Regions from separate parts of the Arachis hypogaea genome. Here region 1 is linked to region 2. A link is a contact called in public Hi-C data. All regions are on one chromosome and are shown on one strand. The core of a region is the stretch at or near the end of the contact, and the rest is flanking DNA. Distances in the headings are between cores, read along the strand shown. Region 1 has its middle 5.6 kb from the start of LOC112764190. Region 2 holds the start of LOC140180491.

Region 1 (7,492 bases), core at 3,940-6,439, 48 kb before region 2:
AGTTGATATTTAAGAATCGTTAGATGATTTAAATAGTTTAACTAAATATCATCTAACGATTTTTAACTATCAACTTCATATGAAGACAAAAAAAAAATTAATATATTAAAACAATAATATTAATAGATATCATATAATCATAAAAAGAAAAAATAAATTGTGATTAATTAAATTTTTTTGTTTATCTTTTTAATTTGTATATATTTAATAAAATTTATAGTTAAATAAAATGTAATTGATTTAAAAATGAGAGACTTTGAAATTAAAATAAATTGAATATAAGTGAAAAGCAAGAATGCTATATGTATTATAATTTGTATACTAGTTAATGAGAATCACTCCAACTTGGTGGTAGAAGCATGCCAGTTTTTATGCTGGAGGGAGGGGTTCGAAATTTTCCAAAAATCATCACAAGCTGACACTTGGCAGCGTTGGAGAGTATAGAGCATGGTGGAGTTGCAGATTACTGGTCTATTGTACATTCACCTTCAATATTGACCGATTGGCTCGGACCGGTCTGATTTTCACCGGTTCACACCGGGTTAGACCGTTTTGTACCGATTTTTTGCCTGAAACGGTCACAAGCTTGGACCGGACCGGTATTAGGTCCAGTTTACTGGATTTCCGGTCGAACCGGCCGGTCCGGTCCGATTCTGACAACTATGCAAGAGGGTCTAGCCAACAATAAGTCAACAAATATTTTTGAATTATATTCTATACTAATTAATAACATTAATTGTCATTAATTAGTGATTATTTTAAATTTTTTTTAAAAGATATAAAATTAATGATTATTAATTGTCTCTTCTTATTCTAATTCACCTTTTACCATTTATTACGCAAATACTAATTTCTTTTTCTAAAAAAAAACTTCGAAACTCCAAAAAACAAAAAGCACCAAAATATAAGATAAAGAATCATCCAAATCTTAAGAAAAAACTTACAAAACATAGGAAAAAGAAACATCCAAAACTAATAAAGAGAATAATCCGAAATGTAGAAAAAAGAAACATAAAAAACTAGTTAAAAAATTATTCAAAGCCAAATAGGAGGAGGAGAAGAAGAGCCGCAGGGTTGCCGGCGACGACGTATTGGACGACGTTGCATGAACAGTGGGAGGACTCGCAGTGGCGTGTTGCGACGAGTGGAGGAGTCGCCATGGATCGGAATAGTTGATCGCGCGTCGCGAATAGAAACCTGGTGGTGGCTGCGTCACGACGGATGGAGAGTCATGGGGTGCGAGTGGCGAGCGATGGGGAGTCGCGAGCGGCAAGGGTGCATCGGGCAAGCAATGGAGAGTCGCGATGGAACACGAGGAGGGTGAAATAGAAGCGTGATTGTGGTTGTCTTTCCTGTGTGAACGGCAGATGAAGTGGCGGAGAAGGATGCAAGGACGACCGGCGATGGCGCACAAAGACGGTGCTGTGGCGACGCTAGCGGCGTGAGGACGAAATCGCGACAGCGTGGGACATTGGGAATAAGGATTAGGATTTGTATTTTTATGTGGTGAATGATAAATGGAAGTGAAAATAAATTAGAGTAAGTTTTGATTCAAAAATGTCATTAATGTTAATTAATCAAATTTTAAATTTAAAAAAAATTTAAAATTAATTATTATTAATTGAGTTGTTCAATTTTTGACCGATGGACACTTGATTCCCTATACTTTTCCTTAATTAAAATATGAAAGGATTAATACCTCGCTAGCTCATACTATAATTTGGTTTTGCTTACATAAATGTGATTTTAATAAAACTGTAAAATAATAATTTTAGGTCACGTCTGGGGTGACTACACTAGTTATGACTATGGATGGTTATGTATTAAAAGTCCAATTGAAATGTGAGGTTTTTTTTAAAATGAGCTCACCACTTATGTGTTTATTAAATGTGTCATATTTATATAGATTATTAGATTTTAATAGATTAACATCAAAGGCTAATATAAAAGAAGAGCATTGATAGTCTCTAATAAATACAAAATATCATAATACATAAATAAATGCTTTAAATAATTTACAATTATTAAACCCAAGTATAATCAATCTAATGCTTATTCAATTTATTCCGTATTATTCATAAAAAAATCAATTAGTATCTAAAGACAAATTAAAAAATGATATATTTAGTTACATATTAAAGAATCATTTTAAAAAACAAAATCATTCTAATATAGATAATTATATAAAAATCTAATAAAGTTGAATAATATAAATTTATTGTCAATATAATTTAACTTGTGATCTTTATTCAAAATATATATTATCTGTAATTTAATATTCTAATTATTCTATAATTAATATTTTTTGTTAGTACAAATAACCAGTTAATATTGTATATCACCATTTTAATATTTTTTATAGAACAAAAATAATATAAAAAAAATACTTTCTAATGCCGTGCAACTACACAGTCTATCAGCTAGTAATACTTTAAATGGCAACAAAATCTTTTATTTTTAAATAATTAAATATAAATATATAAATATAAAATATTTAAATATTTTTTATTTATTAAAATTAATTATTATATAAAATTTTTTTATAATATTAAAAAATTATATTAAAATAATATTTTAAATTGTAACATAAAAATATAAAATAATTAAAATTTTATTTTATATTACTTGACAAATAATTAGATTATTATATTTAAAATTTATTAACTAACTACTTTTATTAAAGATATTATTATATAATATAATTTTTCATAAAAATATTTTAAAATATAATTTATTTAAAATATTATATATAATACATATACAATCCTATATATGTACGTAAATTATATTTTAAAAATATTTTTATGAAAAATTATATTATATAATAATATTTTTAATAAAAGTAGTTAATTAATAAATTTTGAATATAATAATTTAATTATTTATCAAGTAATATAAAATAAAATTTTAATTATTTTATATTTTTATATTACAGTTTAAAATATTATTTTAATATAATTTTTTAATATTATAAAAAAATTTGTATCATAATTAATTTTAATAAATAAAAAATATTCAAATATTTTGTATTTATATATTTTATATTTAATTATTTAAGAATAAAAAATTCTGTTATCATTTAATACATTGGGTATTAAAGTATTGTCATTTAAAGTATTTATTTATGTATTATAATATTCTGTATTTATTAGAGTCCATCAATACTCTTTTTTTATATTAGCCTTTAATTTTAATCTAATAAAATCTAATAGTCTATATAAATGTGATATATTCAATAATCATATAAGTGTTGAGCTCATTTTAGACATACCCAAAATGTGACATGTGAATGTTCTCATTGATATTTGACTTGTTGAAGACTTGTCCAATTGAACATTTTATTTTTACCGTGGTTAAAATTTAAATAAAATCTATTCTAATTTTCGAATTTTGCATATAACTAAATAGAGAAAAAAAATAATTAATTTGTGTTGATAATCATTGTTTCTTGAATGTTCTTAGCGAGGAAATTTTGGGGAAGACTAATGATGAATGCTAAATTTAACATTCTCAAAATTAAGTTAAAAGATGTCACAAATATTTAAAATAATAATTAAAAGTTTAATCATGGATCATTCTTTTTTGAAATCACAATATAGTGCATAATTATTAGTTATCAGAGGATCAGAGAATTTAATTATAATTGATGAAAATTTAAATAATAAAAAATTAAAAGCACAATTAAAAATTAAATAGTAAAGAGATTAAATTAAAAATAATTAAGACAATGAATTAAAAAAATAAAATAAATTCAAGTTATAAAAGATTTTGGTAAGAATTGAGGGTTAAAGATTACTATTTTTGTTATTAACCACAACATGATAATTACAAAGAGCAAATTTTATTCGTTAATCTCTACAAATTGAAAAAAATTAATTAGGTTTAATTAACCCTAATCCACAAGTCTTAACCAATTAAATAATTAAATTAGTAAAAGATTAACATTAGTAAAAATAAAATTAATCTATATCTCTAAATTATCAATTAATTTTGACATTAATAACTCAAGTTCACTCAAGTTCTCAACCCAAGCCAAAAATAAAAATTTATTCTATAAATAGTTCAAGCATTTTATCAAACGCTCTAGTGCATAAACATAAAACTTCATAGGTTACAAGAATTAGTAAAATCTATAACTACCCAATTCAAGAAAGCAATACTAACATCTCAAATAAGCAATAATAAAACATAAAACATCAAATTCATTAATGAAAAATGAGAATTCTACCGAGAACTAAAAGATAGTAAAATAAAAAAAAGTAACAAAAAAATTCTAAAAAACTTAGAGTAGCAAACAAGAAATTATAAACTAAAAACTACAATTAAACAAAACTAAAACTTAGAACTAAAGAAAAATTCATAAAAAATTCTTGAATCATAGAGAGAAGTTCTAAAATTTAAGGACTAAAATCCTAAAAAAAATGAGTGTATGATAAATTATGTTTGATCCTTTCTTCATGCTTTCTTTTAAATGCATCAGAAATGGATTGAATTGTCAAATCTTTATTTTTTTTATAAAATTTTTATTTTTGCATATTTTTCTTCTATCTTTTTAAGTTATTATTGTCTTTTAAACCTTAAACAATTTAAACAAATATATCAATGTATCGAATGAAATAAAAATGAAATAAATTTGACAATTCTAAAAACCTAAAAAACATATTTCAATCAATTAAGTATAATTAACAAAAATTCACAAAAATATACATTTATAAAAAATAAATACAAATTAAATTAATAAATTCTATTTTTTTCAATCTAAAAATCATCATCAAATATGGATTATCAACTATCAAGATGATAGCACACTGTATACCGTGTATATAATAATCTTGTTAGTCTTTTTCAAATTTTTTTCACTAAGAACATTCAAGAAGCAACAATCATAGACACAAATTAAGTAATATTTTTTCTTCATTCAATTATATAGAAGATTAAAAAATTAAGATTGATTTCGTTAAGAGAAAGATTAAGTATTTAAACTTTAACCACAGAAAAAATAGACAATGCAAGTCTTCAACTAGTCAAAAACCAATTAGAGTTCCACATGTCACATTTTAATTGAATGGTTATTAACGGTAGTTATAATTTTTGACTTAGTAGTAAGCGTCTAATTGGACACAGAAGCGAAGATCCGACCAACATTCTAATATAAGTGTAATTGAGAATGGTAGCCCATGGCCATGGCCATGCCCATTTCAATTTTTTTGCATTGGTAGTTGGTGCTGGTTGCTGGGTTAGGATCACATGAAATCCATTCATGTCTCCAATGTTAAGAGACATGTGAGCTGTTTCCCGATTCTATTTCTATTTTCTGATTATGGGTTGTGTTGAGATGACAAGATGGTATTAAGTGACAAATTACATTGTCGTCGTTATTCAAATTCTAAATCATGTCAATATGTCATGCACGTTCTCCTTAATTAGTCTTTACATGTTTTGAGTGGCCATGGGCCATGTCACAATATATGTTGTTTCAACTTACAACACTAGGACGTTTATTTTTGTATTTTTATTTATTTAAAGGGACTAGGGAATAAAACAAAGGTTCTGTTTAAGATCTTAAGTAGTAAGTGTTCATGTTCCCTCTCAAATCTCTATGGTCTATATGTATTCATGATTTCTTATGAAGTGGGCCTCGTGTAGGATTGTATTATTTTGTTATCATGATTAATATCGATAGAAAGAAAATTGGCAAAAGTCATAAATATCTTGATTTTTTATGAAGAGATTTCGGATTTAAATTTTTGTTAGGATTGAATTGCTATATAATATATATGGGAAACTAATGAGCATAGGACAACAATATGATTGAAAAATATATTTATTTAAATCTTTACTGTCAACAACTTGTGGTGGATCTCTACACTAAAATATTTTATTTTTGTAAATTCTAAAAATAAAAATTGTATGAAAGATTATTGAAATATGAATAAAATGTGAGAGAAACTTAATTAGCTTCTAAAAAAAATAAGAACAAAGATTGGTAAAAAAAAATATTATTGAGTGAAGGAATGGTGGGATCAAGCAGAATTTATGAAAGAAGAAGAAAAATTTTTAAATTTCGGACGAATTTATTAATCTTATTTTTAAAAATTATTAGAGACTTATTAGTATTTATTTTTAAAAATTTTTTTCTTATGACACTCACACCTGACATGTTAACCAGTTAATGTTTCACAATCAGCTGCAGGAGTTTATTAGTCTAATTTATTTTATATGTGAAGCCTGTCATAATATTTTTGGATAATAAAAAAATACAATTTTCCACAAATTAAACAAATGATCTAAGAGTCGAAATAGACATTCTCTCTTCGTGATTTTATATGCAAAGTTTTGTGGGAGATAACAAAGACAAGGAAGACTCTGATAGGTCTCCTCAAAGAGTTTCTATAGAAATTACAAAGTCATGCTATTATTAAGAAGGTCCTAATCACATCAGATATGTTTGGAATATAATAAAATTAAAATTAATTTATTTTTCATTGCAAATATTTTGTTAGAAATATATCTAAAATAAAATTATTCGATTTGTAAATCTATTAAGATCAAATCCCTTATTTTTAATGAATTTGATTAAAATTGAAATAATTTGATATATTAAAAATATAAAAGATTCTCCTGAATTCATAATGACATTTCTTCCACTATCGTGAAACAAAAAATAACGAGTATGGAGGATAAACTATAAAGAATTCACACAAAAAAATGAAAGCATTAATTTAAAAATAATAATATTATTCTTATGAATTCTATTTTTAAAGTAAAAAGACAAAAAAAAAATTAGAGATGGATACTTTGTGCGGTAATGACAGAATTTAAAATTTTAAAAATGGAGTGAAATTGGAAAGAGACGAGGAAAGAGAAAATAAAAAAAGGAAATGATTAGAAATGTTCATAAGTTTAAATAACTCGATTATTTGTGTGAGTCCGAACCGAATCAATTAAATTAATTTTGAAATTAATGGGTAATTGAGTATAATTAGACCCAATCTAATAATACTCAATAATAATTAATTTGAGTATTGATTTTGGAAGAACGAAATTCGAACTAACTTACAATTTAATAACTCTTTTATTAAATAAAAAAATATAAATTCTAATTATATATATATATATATATATATATATAACTTTTATACTAATTAATCTAACTCTATTATAATTGTGAATTTAGAGTATTTGGTTATTGTTAGAATATTATTGACCTATTAGTTGATATTATATGTTTATCATATTTACATAACTTTAAAAAAAAAATATCATTTTTTCAATTTTTTATTTATTTTGGGTATCCAATCTCACCTAATGAGATAAGACTTCGTTGTTGTTATTATATTGGGTATCCAATTATCCGCACCAAACCAATTTGTTCTCAATCTGAACTAATTATAATTTAATTTATTTGATTCTCATTTTACTCCAAACCTTATTGAATTTAAAGAAATAATAACAAATTAAGTGAAGATGACTAAACATTATTATTGAGTTA
Region 2 (7,513 bases), core at 3,368-5,867:
ATTACCAATCATCCTACAAAATCGTTGGCTTCAGCCATTTATTATGTCTCTCCATTGTAAATGGTTGTCTTTCTCCATAATTTACACAATTTCTGCTTTTGAACCTAAATCCTGGATGGAATCTAGGATTTACTAGATTGTGAATATAAATCATGATCAAAGCCCACAAATTACTGTTGCATGCTTCTCAACCTAAATCATCATGAAATCTCATAATTTGGTATTGCATGTCCACCATACTAAATTGTTGGTTTTTGTCCCATTTTATGAGCAAACGAAAAATATGACAATCTCACGATTTACATAATAAATTTGAAGACATTTTGTGTAGGAAAATTTCTTTTAGTACATCTATGAAATTTTGTGATATACTTAATTTTATAATAAGAAGAAGAAGGTGAATTCTATTTTATTATTTTTATGATATACTTATTTTTTATGATATGCCAACTTTTAATTAGATTATATTTTAATCTAATTACTTACTAACTTACTATGTTAATAACTTGTGTTATTTCAATTTAATTAAAATTAACAGTTTAACCATAATAAGACTATTTTGTAATTAAATTATTATTTAAAACGGATGATTATATAATTTTTTAAAATATTAATAACAAATTTTTTTTTCTCAAATCATTTTTTCTTAAAAAAATATTTTTTGTTTTTGTTACTTCAAGCATTCTGTCACTCCTCATTTTGTTGTTTTTATCGTTTCACCGTCGTCCCAAGTATCACCGTTGTCGTCATGACAAGAAGCATCGACATTGTCGCTATCTTTTATTCTCTTACTCGATCTCTCTTCTGCCGTAGATCAATCCTTAACAATGTCGTTAAAATCCCATGTCAATTGTTGTTGTTATCATGGTTTTCCCTGAAACTTCTTTACTTTTTGAGATTAAATTTTGGTTCTATCAATTTTTTTTTATCATCTTGTATATATATTTTAAAGTAATTTTTTAGATGACTTAACAAAAAATTGGATCAAAGACATGCATTATTTGTTATCTATCCATAAAATATGTATTTTGTGAGACTAAAATTAATTAAATTATTATTTCATTTTTTTTTTTGTTATTTTACATTATATTATCACTAATTTAATATGTTTATTTTAATTTTTTTTTAATTTATAATACTATTCTAAAACTATTAGGTTGGTTGGACTTCAATAATAATGGTAACCGATCCTCCAAACCTGGAGCACGAACTTATCTTTATTTTTTAAATTATAAAAATCATCCTTCACTCTATAATGTAGTATAACCATTACTATTTTCCTGTGGTAATAGTTGAAAGATTTAGATATCACTTTATCTATTCTTTTATTTTTTTTAAGATATTTTTACAAAATTATAAATAATGTGAACTTTTAAATTTTTAAATAAATCTAACTATTAATATTAAAATTTTAATTTTTTTTAAGTAAAAAAGTTCAATACAACAAGGTGGAGCAAAAAAAAAGAAACAAAAATTCATAACACTAAAAATAACAATCCGTAGCCATCTCCGACATTACCATCAACAACCATAGGGTTTATCACCAATCCACTCATCGTAACTTATAAAGGATCTGTTAATAATATCCACCACACATGAACCTTGATTTTTGAAGATTCTATCATTTCTTTCTAGCCAAATTGTCAAAATGACCGCAAAAAAAAAAAATCAACCAACCACCGCTTCCGTTCTATCTTTCTCGCTGATATATCCGTCCAACTTTCATAGTGTTGCTTGAGCATACCTGGAATAGTCCATATCCTTCCAAGAGCGAACAACTAAGTACACCACACCTGACAAGTGAGCTCACAACCAATGAACAAGTGAAAAGCAGTTTCAACAGATTTATGACATAAAACACACATGTTATCGTTCTAGCCAATAACACCTAATCTATACAGTCTTTCCCTTGTATTCACCTTACCAACCAGTGCAAACCAAGTAAACAACTCAACCCTTGGTGGGACGAATCCTCTCCAAATAGTACTAGTGAAGCTATAGCTTGTGATTTCCACAGGAAGTACCTCTGCCTGCAATACCTGTACAAATGAGTTAGTAGAATAAACACATTTTTTTATCAAATTTTCAGATCACTCTGTCCTCTCTCTCAGTTGTCAGTTTCACTAATTGCAGAACCGCATGAAGCTGGTTTACTAGTTCTAGCTCCCATTGAAATAACTCTCGTTCTCACTAGAAATTCCAAATCTACTCTAACCCATCCCAGAACCCACAATCCCCTATGACAGATCCTTAAAGATTTGAGACCGAGAAAAGTCTTGGAAAAGTAACTTTCAGAATACCACAAGGTAACTAGCTATCCTCCCAGAAGCGGATTATCCTACCATCCCCTAGAACCATAGCCAAGCCTCTAATCATCTTCTTTCTCACTTGTGGCTCCCTGATTTGTAATTGACAAATATCCTTCGAAGGACCCCCTCTTGTAGGTACAAGTTGATCACAAATCATCTCAGAAGAATTCATGTTATTATAGGAACATACAATTTTCTTCCAAAGTGGACAATCCTCTTTCGAAAATCTCCACCACCACTTGAACAGGAGCGTTGTATTCCGAATTACCACATAACCAACTCCCAAACCTTCTGCCTTTCCCGTCCTCCTTACTCCACAAAAAGCGTCTTTGTAAGAATATTATTTTGTCTGCTACTACCTTCGACATTTTGTATAAGTTGAGATAGTAAATAGGTAGGCTATTAATAACAGATTTAATGAGAACCAGCTTACTCGCTTTATTCAGAGACTTTACTTTCCATAGACTTAGCTTTTCCTATACCTTATCAATCACTGGTTTCTGTGTCTTGACCAGCCTTGGATTCGCCCCCAGAGAAATGCCAAGATATCTGACAGGTAAATACGCCTCTTTACACCCTAACAGTCGACACATCTGTTGTGCCCAACTTTGCTCACAATTAACCGGAATCAAGTTGGACTTGTCAAAATTGATACTTAGCCCTGACATCATCTCAAAGCAGCGCAGCAACCGCTTATAGTTTCTGATCGTCTCTTCTTCAGAAGGACAAAAAAGTATAGTATCATCCGCAAACTGCAAATGTGACAACTCAATGTTATCCCTTCCAACCAACACTGGAGTAATACATCCATTCCGCACCGCCTCTCTAATCATCCTATGTAGAACATCCAGAACAAGCACAAATAGAAAGGGAGAAAGAGGATCTCTTGTCGTAGACCCCTTTCCATTTTGAAGAGCTTAGAGGGAGAGGCATTTATTAGGACCGACATAAACGCAGAACACACACACTCCTTTATCCACTCCCTCCATCTACGGCCAAACCCCATCTTTTGCAAAACAATATCCACAAAACTCCACTTGACTCGATCATAAGCCTTTTGGAAGTCTAGTTTAATAATTGTCGAGCTCTTTTTCCTCAACTTCAGCCACTGCACAGTTTCACATGCAATCAAAATCCCATCATGTATCTTCCTACCCTGCACAAACGCACTATGTGTTTCTCCTACCAACCCTGGCATTATCTTATGCATCTTCTGAACCAGGATCTTTGATATAACCTTATAAATACAACCCACCATACTAATTGGCTTAAAGTCCTTGATTTCTTTAGCTCTGACAAACTTTGGCGCCAAAGCCACCCAAGTAACATTCGCATCCGTAGGTAAAATAGCTGACTGAAAGAATCCCATCACGGCTGCAGTGAACTCCCCACTAACATCCTCCCAACACTTCTTAATGAAATTCATATTATACCCATCACTGCCTGGTGCCTTAGTTGACTCACAATCCCAAACTGCATCCTTAATTTTCTCATTAGACGGCATCCATTCCAACTCTGTTGCCTCCTCCTCCGTTATCCGGATAACCAGTCCATCACGGAACCCTATTATTGGCGAGGTCTCCTGATGATATAAATTCTTATAAAAGTCTCTGATAGCAACTTTAATCCTTACTTGATTTCTCACTATCCTCCCATAAATAAGTAAGGACTCAATCCAATTGTTTCTCCTTCGAGCTGAGGCTAGATTGTGAAAATAGCGGGTGTTCTTATCCATCTCCTTGGCATGCCTAGATCGCGACATCTGCTTCTAATGTAACTCTTTTCTGATATACCATTTCTTACAAGAGCTCACCAGCACCCTCCTTCTTGCTTCCACAGTTCCATCAACAACCCCATTGCTAACCATATCATCTACTTTCTTTATCTCTTCTTCAAACTTCATAATTTTCATATCCATGTCCCTGAAATTCTCCTTATGCCATTTACCCAGCGGGATCGTCAAAGCCTTCAGCTTGTCAATGAATTGTACGTCGCCCAAATTCCTCCACTCCCCCTTCACCATCCGCAAGAAACCCTCATGAGTAAACCAAGCATCCAGACTCCGAAAAGGTCTCGGCCCCCCTCCCAATCTTGTGATATCCACAATCAATGGATAGTGGTATGATAAACCTCTTGGACCTCCTCTAAGCCTTGTTTCAGGAAACTCTTCTAACCACTCCAAACTAACCAGAACTCTATCAATGCGGCTACACGACTGACCCCTAAACCATGTGAACATACGATTAGCAAGTGCAACGTCCAAAAACTCCATATCTTGAATCCAAAGTTTAAATTCAGCTGTAGTCATTGTCAAAGTGGTAGCTCCTTTCCTCTCTTCCACTTGAACAACCTCGTTAAAGTCCCCCAAATAACAAAAAGGTACTTGACAAAGCCCATATAAAAAGCTCAGCTCTTCCTACATGACAAACTTCTCTTCCCTTTGGTGCGTACCATACACTAAACAGAAAGCACACTTAAAATTATATTTTAGCACAACGTCATCCACACACAACCATCTCTTCCCTTTATAACCGTTGCTCCTCTAAAAAATCGTTTCATCCCACATCAACAATAGCCCACCGGAAGCACCTTCTGACCCCACGTACTCCCATCCTACCACATTATTTCCCCACAATTGCACTACATCATATTTGGTTACTACCTCTTTCTTTGTCTCTATTAAACCTAACATATTCAACTAAAATTTTCTCCTAAAACGCTTTACCATACTCAATTTTCCAACTCCCCCCAAACCCCTAACATTCCAAGAACCAAAAATCATTTTAAACTAATTGTACACACCTTTTTGTGATTTTTCGGCCGACTTCTTCTTGCCTTTTCCTTCTATTCAGCTTGCTTTTTCTTCTGCGCAATTTTCTTATTCTGTGCTTGGAGTATAGCCATAATATCATCTTCCTCATTATACTAAACTACTCCAGATTCCACTGCCAACTCCCATGCTTTCTTGTTTTCCTGCATTTCATCATCCCATTTGGTTTCAGAGGATTCAGTCTCAGCTTCGCTGCCTTCAGATATTCTTGCATCTTCCAAGTTCTCTGCAACCCTCCGAGTCTCACCAGTCCCTCTGTCCTCCCTATCAAGTCGTCCTTGTGTCGCATCTACCTCTTGGCCATCATCTTTTATCTCATTAGCCAATTCAACGTTTTTTGAACAACAACCTGGACAACTTTTCTTCGAATGTTCATCCCCATTAATCCTTGCCCGAACTCCTGCACGACACCCTTCTTCCCTATGCCTTCCTTCAATAGCATCATAAGCATCGTACTCAGCTGCAAAACCCACTCCCAATCTGTCTTCTACCAAAACTCTGATTGTCCACAGAGAATTAGCGTCAGTAGCCCCGAGTCCGCCCTTCCTACTATTGCTATTAATTTCCACCCCAGCCACCATCCCGGTCCTACTATAATTCCAGGATTCAGTTCTATCCGAATTAGCATCTTCATTACTTGCTGCAAAATCCGATTGATCAGCCCTCAGCACACCAGAATTGATTGACCTAACTGTTATTCTTGCTGTTTTCAAATTTAAAAAATGATTTCTCCACTCATTCAAATCCTCATGTTGAATAACAACTTTTTTTTGTCGTTGATCCTCCTCCCTAACCGTCGTCACCATCAAATCTGCTGCTGCATCCCATTCCGACAGCTGCGTATTACTGCTATTACCACCCTGGTGATTTCCAGGATCTCCTATAGCACATTTTTCTCCCATAGAGAACCCATCAGTGCCTTCTAACACATCCTTCATCACACAAGGCAGTAAGCCATCGACTTCAGTTCCCGCTTCCTTTACGAACACATCGAATCCAACCATCCCTACAGTAATGTGTACCCATTCATGAATGACCTCGAACATACATGTGTCAATCTGCACTCGTCCAACACTAAAGGACTGGCATGATTTTGTTGCATCGTCACAATTCACCACCTTACCCCACTGTTCACCGATTGTACGGAACGCAGCTTCCGACCAGCATGTAGCGGTACTCCGAAGCACTCGAGTCACACCCTTCTAGTTTCGCATCAGTCATTCTCCTCCCACCTCCATACCCTATGGAAAAACTTCAACAGGCCGTTCCCGTTAAGTGCGAGCGCCGCTTCCATACTGCGAATGCTATCAAAGGTTAGTAAGGCTTTGTATGCCCCCATCTCACAAACCTTGACCACGTGAGGCCACTCCTTACGAGCTGTCGCGTTCAACAAACCAAAGTCTATAACTGTCATCATGGTACCAATAACACTCTTCTGTAACAGCCCAATTTAGGCTATGCCACCAAGACGTCTATCTACTTCGTCCCACACTTTCCATGCATATCTTTACCAGTGTCCATGTTTTTCCGTTCTTCCGATTGTTCCCCTCCCAGAACACTAGTTTTTCGACGTTCCACAACCCCATCATCAGTCCGCCGAATCATAGTGTCCACAACCACTGCCTTCTTCCCCTGGTCAGTATCCCGTCTATACCTCGCCTCTCCCACAAAAATTTCCTGACCTCGCAATCGCATTCGATTCATTTCTGAAATTGCTTTCAAAGCTCCTCCCTTTGTGGTGTATCGTACAAACGCAAAAAAGTATACCGCACCATTTCTCATCTTCCTTGATAGATATATGTCAATGATCCGCCCTGTCCACGAAAAAAAGCCAAACAATTCATGTTTTGATATATCTTCTGGTAGCCCATCCACAAAAATACTAAAGGATTCCTTCTCCAAACAGACGTACTCTTTTCGGTTCCAAATCCTTAGATCCTTGACTTTGGATCGTGACTGCCTAGACCTACCCAATTTGTATTTCTCCAACCCACTCTCTCTCGCTCTCTTTCTTACTTTCTCATGATCGGAGTTAAAAAGTACTATAACATTGTCAAACTATTGTTGAATGTTTAATTATGAAAAAAAAAATTCATAATGACTTATGCAAAGAAAGGTCATCGTGACCAAACCACTTAACAAACAAATTAACAATAAAGTAGAAAGCTAATACACAGCCTTTAACAAAAAAAGGTTTTTTTTCTGTGTTTGAAGAGGAATGATCTCGAAAAAAAAATTAAATATTAATATTTTAAAAAATTATAAAATTACTTATTTTAAATGATAATTTAATTATAAAATAATTTTATTATAGTTAAGATATTAATTTTAATTAAATTGAAGTAATTTAAATTATATAATTAATAATTAGATC

The links. A called contact is a pair of places that touch in the nucleus more often than the background predicts.
Region 1: a contact with region 2 is called in a Hi-C map of leaf, with 1.5 times the contacts expected there. The contact joins the enhancer-like site here to the promoter of LOC140180491 in region 2. A contact is called at or near these places in 2 of 8 Hi-C or Micro-C datasets (both in leaf).

What each region holds. Positions count from the first base shown.
Region 1 is chr17:12,138,433-12,145,924 of arahy.Tifrunner.gnm2.J5K5, reverse strand. No RefSeq gene overlaps it. Among protein-coding and RNA genes, the nearest start is that of LOC112764190, 5.6 kb to the left of the region's middle. Within about 2 kb of position 5,189, at least 2 of the 3 cell types and tissues checked have open chromatin away from gene starts, as enhancers often do.
Region 2 is chr17:12,089,913-12,097,425 of arahy.Tifrunner.gnm2.J5K5, reverse strand. LOC140180491 reads right to left here and starts at 4,617. Exons shown (of 6, transcript XM_072221695.1): 1 at 4,123-4,617; 2 at 3,257-3,891; 3 at 2,792-3,143; 4 at 1,900-2,039; 5 at 1,745-1,793. The coding sequence starts at 4,617.